2 separate regions of the Hordeum vulgare genome follow, and region 1 is linked to region 2. A link is a contact called in public Hi-C data. All regions are on one chromosome and are shown on one strand. The core of a region is the stretch at or near the end of the contact, and the rest is flanking DNA. Distances in the headings are between cores, read along the strand shown.

What was found. Hi-C and Micro-C count contacts between places; a contact is called where the count stands out from the background.
Region 1: a Hi-C map of leaf shows a contact between it and region 2, with 5 times the contacts expected there. The contact joins two enhancer-like sites. A contact is called at or near these places in 2 of 6 Hi-C or Micro-C datasets (both in leaf).

The regions. Positions count from the first base shown.
Region 1 is chr6H:180,961,067-180,964,450 of MorexV3_pseudomolecules_assembly, forward strand. It overlaps LOC123401830 (cytochrome P450 734A2-like), which reads left to right. Exons shown (of 4, transcript XM_045095684.1): 4 at 1-22. Among protein-coding and RNA genes, the nearest start is that of LOC123401830, 4.8 kb to the left of the region's middle. Within about 2 kb of position 1,660, at least 3 of the 3 cell types and tissues checked have open chromatin away from gene starts, as enhancers often do. A contact at or near this core is called in leaf, where this site is marked.
Region 2 is chr6H:180,554,528-180,557,476 of MorexV3_pseudomolecules_assembly, forward strand. No RefSeq gene overlaps it. Among protein-coding and RNA genes, the nearest start is that of LOC123404091, 80 kb to the right of the region's middle. Within about 2 kb of position 1,369, at least 1 of the 3 cell types and tissues checked has open chromatin away from gene starts, as enhancers often do. A contact at or near this core is called in leaf, where this site is marked.

The DNA of each region.
Region 1 (3,384 bases), core at 410-2,909, 410 kb after region 2:
AAAAATGGTGTCATGTTTATAATTTCCTTGGAACCCTGTGTCTACCCTACGCGCGGCATTCTCTTTTGCCGGTCTCTCCACTGTTTTGGTCGGTGATCCTTTATCCATTATAGAAAAAATATACTTCATCTGTCAACTAATATAAAAGCGTTTATATCATTACTTTTTTTAAACCGGACAAACCCCTTTCCATTACTTATCATAACGGAAATACAAAGTTTGACAAAAGAAAACTAAAAAAGGGGAGCGAGTTCAAAGCATTTTTGAAAAACCCACCGTAGGCACTCGTTCTCGAGCAGCCTACCGCAGGGCGAAAACCCAAAAACACCTATCCACCGCAACGAAAAAAAAAGTCTAAAATCCACCAGTCACACTACATGAAAACAAGTCTAACACCAACATAGAACATAGCCTGATTCACTTTGAAATCAACTAATACTTCCACGCGGGGGGGGGGGGGGGGGGGGATGGCAAACTAAAACCACCTGACCACAGAAGCCATGCACCATCATCACTGTGCACCATCTGGCGCAGCACAAATTCACATCAAGTTAGTTGCATTGATCTTCAGCATCTTAGCCCCTCGCTCCATAGCCTCCCGATCTTTCCCTGCCAGTAAACCTGTCCAGTATGTAAGGAGACCACAAGCCGTATATATCACATCGAAGGGGGAACTCAATTTTTTGTTCTCAAAGATAGCACGGTTACGACAATTCCACAATGCCCAACACACAACAGCAAGACCACAAGTATTACTTTAATGATCTAAACGCTTGTAGTGATGATCTAAATGTTTTTTTATTAGTTAATAGAGGGAGTACTTGCCTAATTAACAATCCCTATCCGGCCTAATGACTCACTTTTGTTAAAAATACAACTAGAAAATAGGAAATCCAAGGAAATTCAAAGCTTGCGAGAGGTTTTTGTTAGTCTAATTTTAGAAAATGTCTTTTGGAGCTCGGCCTTCATGTAGGCTGATTTTTAAAAAACTTAAAATTCATCAAAATTCATATTTTTATATTTCAAAATATCTGAGAAAAAATAAAGATATACATAAAGACATGGCACATATGTATGTAAATTTTTAGAACGAAATATGTTGAAATAAGGTTTGTGTAAAAAAGACAGATTTATGGTTTTTAACACATGATACTATTCATCTCAAAAGTATACGGATTTGTTCTTTTTTCAGACATCACATCTAAAAGTATTTCATACTGATTTTTACACACATATATACATTTCATCTTTTTGTACTTGCATATTTTTTCAAATGTTTTTGAAATCAGAAAGTTGAAATTTTGAATATTTTAAAAATAAAAGACTTCATAGAGGCCGAGCTCCAAAACGCCCTACTCTCTAATTTTGTGCTTGTGCGGCCCACTCAACTTTCATACGAAAACTAGGTACTACTACTTCCTCCGTCCTAAAATAAATGTCCTAAAATTTATATTAAGTTAGTATAAATTTATATCAAATTAACGATATTTCTTTTGGAACGGAGGGAGTATTATTTATTTGTGAAAGAGCACAAGCTGAATCGAGAGTGGAAATTTAGGGTGGGGCCGGCAGCCAAATCCTGGTGGGCATACCCAGGGGGAGACTCTGCCTGTCGTCGGGGGCTAGCTGTCACTGCCGCAAGGAGCATTCCCAACGGTTATGCAAACGGACAACGGAGGAAGTAGTACCTCGTGGCTGGGCCGGAGGGAGAGGCACGCAGTAGCTCTCGTGCTGCTCACCGAAAAAAACGGTGAGCGCCGCGCCGTCTGTGGTTTTTTACCGGTCCGACTCATGCATGGGGGCATGCCAAACCCCCGGTCCTTCGCGGTCTGAGCATTTCTGCGCCCCTCAGCCACGGTGGGAACGTGTTTTTTTTTTTCTCCTTTTCTTTTAAAGATGGTGTGCGCTGAGTTAGGCGAGCTACTGCGTTGAGATTTACTACCTGGAACGCGTATGGACCTTTTTTTAGGTGCGTTTGTCGCCATCGACGTCCTTGTTGTGGCTTCCAAATCCAAGCGTATATATACACGCGATTTAGACTGCGTTCGGTATCAAGGTGGATTGTGACAATTCAGTTTTTGAACCCCCAAATCTGTCAAGACGTCACTACGGTGCTTCATTTGTCCTTACTTCGAATGCTAGGATTTGCTAATGTTATTTGTATGTGAATCGCCCGATGAGTCATTGTGTAAAGAAATAGGAAGCCTGTTATGTCTAAACACGGAATCTGGAACCATGCATATTTAATCCAATTTTTATAAGTTGCTCTCCGATGACAACTTGGTTCGATAGAAAATAAATGAAAATGTGGCCCAACTCCCTCCTGCTCCCGCCATCGACCACTAGCTGTCAAGTTGATGTCGTCATAGCACGGATCCTACTTTTTTTCTTTTCAAAACGAAGGAAAAGATTTGCCTCATCCATTAAATTAAGGAAGAATAGAGTTTTATAAGTGGGCACAACAGGCCCTGACAATTACTCACATAGAACAATTTGCCATAATTTCTTAGCGTCGGCGGTAACCCAAAGGTTGCCCTCGTCCAAAGCGCCCTTGAGCAAATTTTGCGGTGGAGCACTCTTGTGACGAAAGATTGTCGTGTTTCGCTCATTCCAAATGATCCTCGAAACATGCATGGTGGGGGAAGCCATGGTTGATCTATTGGGATTTTGCATGTCGGTCCTTTGGTCCCACCGTCTCATGAGTGACTCCTCAAGGTGACAACAGGATGTTTCCACATGTAGAAGCCCGAATTTTGCAATGGCCAAACCCCAAAGTCGAATAGAGAAGCGATAGTTGATGAATATGTCAATGCCCGTTTCGAGCTCCCTCTCACAAAGAGGGAAAGACCACAGTTATCCCATCCACACAGCTCCAAGAGGTCGGCAGTCCAGTTCCTATCTTGCAATGCTAGTAGGGCAAAGAATTTAACCTTTGGTGGGGCCCATGCTTTGAAGACCATAAAGTTCATGGGGGAGAGCGCCAGTCCAAGGAATTGTAACTTGTACGCAGTTGCCGTCGAGTAAATACCATCAACAACGTGTTTCCAAACAATGTCATCCTCGACATGTTCATCAAGTTGGAAGTCGTGAACAAACATCGAAAGGGAGAAAAGCTCCTGAATGTGTTCACCGGAAATGATGTTGTCGGTCTTGATCTTTGTCATCAAGGCGTCCCCATGGAGAGCCTCGCACACCTTCCAATTCTGTCTTCTAGAGGCCTCATACATTAGAGGAGCGACATCTTTGGGATTGAGGCCAAACAACCAAGGGGGGCCCTAGAAAGGAGTTTTTGTGCCGTTCCGAACCGTGATGGTTGTGGGAGCATAGAAGAAATCAAGGTCTTCCTTGGTGCATCGGTATCCCAACCCAACTCAAAGTTTGTTG
Region 2 (2,949 bases), core at 119-2,618:
CTTTGTCTCGTTTGCTCTCCTGCAAAGGGTGCAAATCCTGCGGGCTAACTTTGACTATAGTTGTTTAGTAAGATTTTATTTGCATGAGTAGTGACGGGAGGGAAATTTTTGATTTAACTGTGATTTTCTAAAGATTTAATTTAAATGAGTTAATGCAAGACGTTGTTTTGAAAAATTATCAATTTAATTGACTTAATACACATGTCATATGGGCCGTTTAAATTGGTTGCGTTTGACGTAATTTAGTGTTTGACGAGGGGTTGGCCGGAATGAGCGAGACTACAAACTCGCTTTTTAAGTACGAGAGATGTGATCGTTTTTCTCTATCTCAAATAGGTGGACCCTTTGTTTAATTGTAAATATGCGCTTGCATGTGAAAGGGAAAATGAGCCGGCTGACTTTACCAACTGTTAGAGTTTCCTGACATAATGATGATACTCATTTTTTTTTTAATTTTTTTTTTTGCGGGGAATGATGATACTCAAATCTTGTTACGTCTTTGTTCTCCTGCCAAATTTGAATCAAAGTTGGCGGCATGTACAATTATAAATTAGTACGCGTATGATGGGTACCTTTTTGTGATTATTACGGATATACGTATGCATGGACGTTTCAGGTTTGAGTAAATATACAGAGACCATGGTTTTGGTCAAGGACATGATGTTTTGACTAACAAGTTAGTTAGCCTTTCATATCGGAACAAGCCAAATTCTCGGCAGACTAAACTAAAAGGATATACGTGCGCGTTGATTTACATCACATCTGACGACTCGACTGCCCGACTCCGATAAATGTTAAGCAAGTTTTCTCGACATGCCGGACGCGCTCAACGCATTTGACTTGAACAACTACACTGATTTCAGCAGCGGAGGAAGAGAACAAGAACGACGGTTTCAATCACGTAGTATTGGAGGTAGGGTTAAAGACTGAAAAGTAGACAGAGACATAACCACTTTATTTTCTCACAAGAGAAACTGGCGCTTTCTTCTCTGTTTCGCTAGTTTCGGTGTGATTTGCATGCAGATATGTGCTGGCCATGGATATACGGATAGAAAAGTATATATCAAAGTTCGTGCAATGGAAGCAGATTCCTTGGGAACGTTTCGATGCAAATGCACTTTTAAAACACAAAAGAATGTTTTATATATCACATGTATTTGACACACACCTGAAAATCATTTTCTTTGTTTACAAATACTTGTTAAAAAAATGAATACAGAGAAAGTATTTCTATGGCTCAAGTTGATTGTGTGTCAACTTGAACCAGAGACAGCCGGAAAAAAGAAAAACTGAGCCGGAGACAACAGAGGCCACGACGTCCTTGAAAGAGCGAGCCAGGACGTGTGACAAACGACTGTTCGGTCAGTGGTATGCGGCAAAGGGTTGACGTGCATCCGCTTCGGCCGTCGATTTTTTATATTTCTGGCGACCAAGGTTTAGTCGACCTTCTTCTGTTTTTCATATATGTAAATTATCTTGAGTGGTTTTCATATATGTAACTAATTGGGTTAGGGTTCTCACGGGCCAGGTTGATGGAGAGGGGGCCAGAACTGAGCGCTAGCTCTCTGGTCGAGCCCAACTGCAAATTCACACCAGCCAGCTGTAACTGTTTTAAGCGTGGATAATGTTCTTTTGTACTCTCTCCGTCTTTAAATATAATTTTTTTAAAGGTTTTACCAATTCATTCATTTTGTTTCGTATGTAAACCTCTAGTGAAATATTTTAAAAGATTTATATTTAGAAGCGGAAGGAGTAACAAACTAGCTTATTGTGAATATATTCTTTTGCATAACAATTTACATATATCGATACGGATGGGTTAATAAAATAATATATCCTGACTCGTGAATCAAAGACCAGCACCTTGCTCTAGCTATATACGCTATCTAACTGGTCTTTAATCCCCCTTTGGAACGATTCGGCAGTTACTAAAGAAAATATTGAATCCGATCGAAGCATTACTTTCAGCAAGAATTTGGAATATGAGTATCGCATTTTGGCATCATGATGATTTATCCAATTGGTTCGACTCTTCCTTTTTGTTCCTGGCACAAAGTGGTGGTACTTGGTTGTTGGAGGAAGACGCAAGATTCATTTCCTCATGATGGAGGAATTGCAGCAACGGAATATATGACCTACTAGTTAAAATAGACACCAAAATAGGTATATCAGATTCTAGTTAGTCGGTGCATAGAGTTGCCACTTTGCAAGAGATCTATCTTCCACGATGACAGAACAAAGCGGTGCAAAGGAGCCCGAAAATCATCGGGTAACCTATATGCACATCATTATGCAACGTTGGTCTCCAAAGTGGTTTGAAAAGTTGCTCGCGCCCACACTCTCCCCCAACCCACTAGCCATCCATATAACCTACGCATACGCTTTGTAGGAAGCCACCTTTTATCAATCTGGTATCAGCTGTCTCAGGCCCGATCATGTTTGCCCCTCTGTCTACCGCCTCCCAACCGCCACCTGTCACCACCACGCCGCGAGCCCACTCAGGGCCGATCACCGACGCGCCACCACCCGCCACTGCATCCATCGTCTTCACGCCGGTAGAGATGACTGCGGTACTTCAGGAGCTCGGGTAGGCGATCGCGGGAATCCGCAACTTCCTCACGGGTCCCTATGGCCCGCCGCCGCCCGGCACCTTCACCACGCCCGTGACGTATCAGCAGCCGCAGTGGCTGCCGCCACCGTCGTGACCACCCCTCCCTCCCAGGGCGTCGCGCCTGCCGTCTCGGGAGCGCTATCGGGACCGCGGGTCCCCATCCACCAACTACGGTTCCCCCCGTCGCTGTCTACATTGCCGTCGTGGCTAGCCGGCTCCATCGGCCCGGTCCACACGACATCCCCGGTTCAGCCACACCATCCGCCGGTCGTTTTGTCGCACCAGGCCGCGCCGTATGGCGGGTCCTCACGCGCCCCCGTACCCTACGTCGGCGTCAC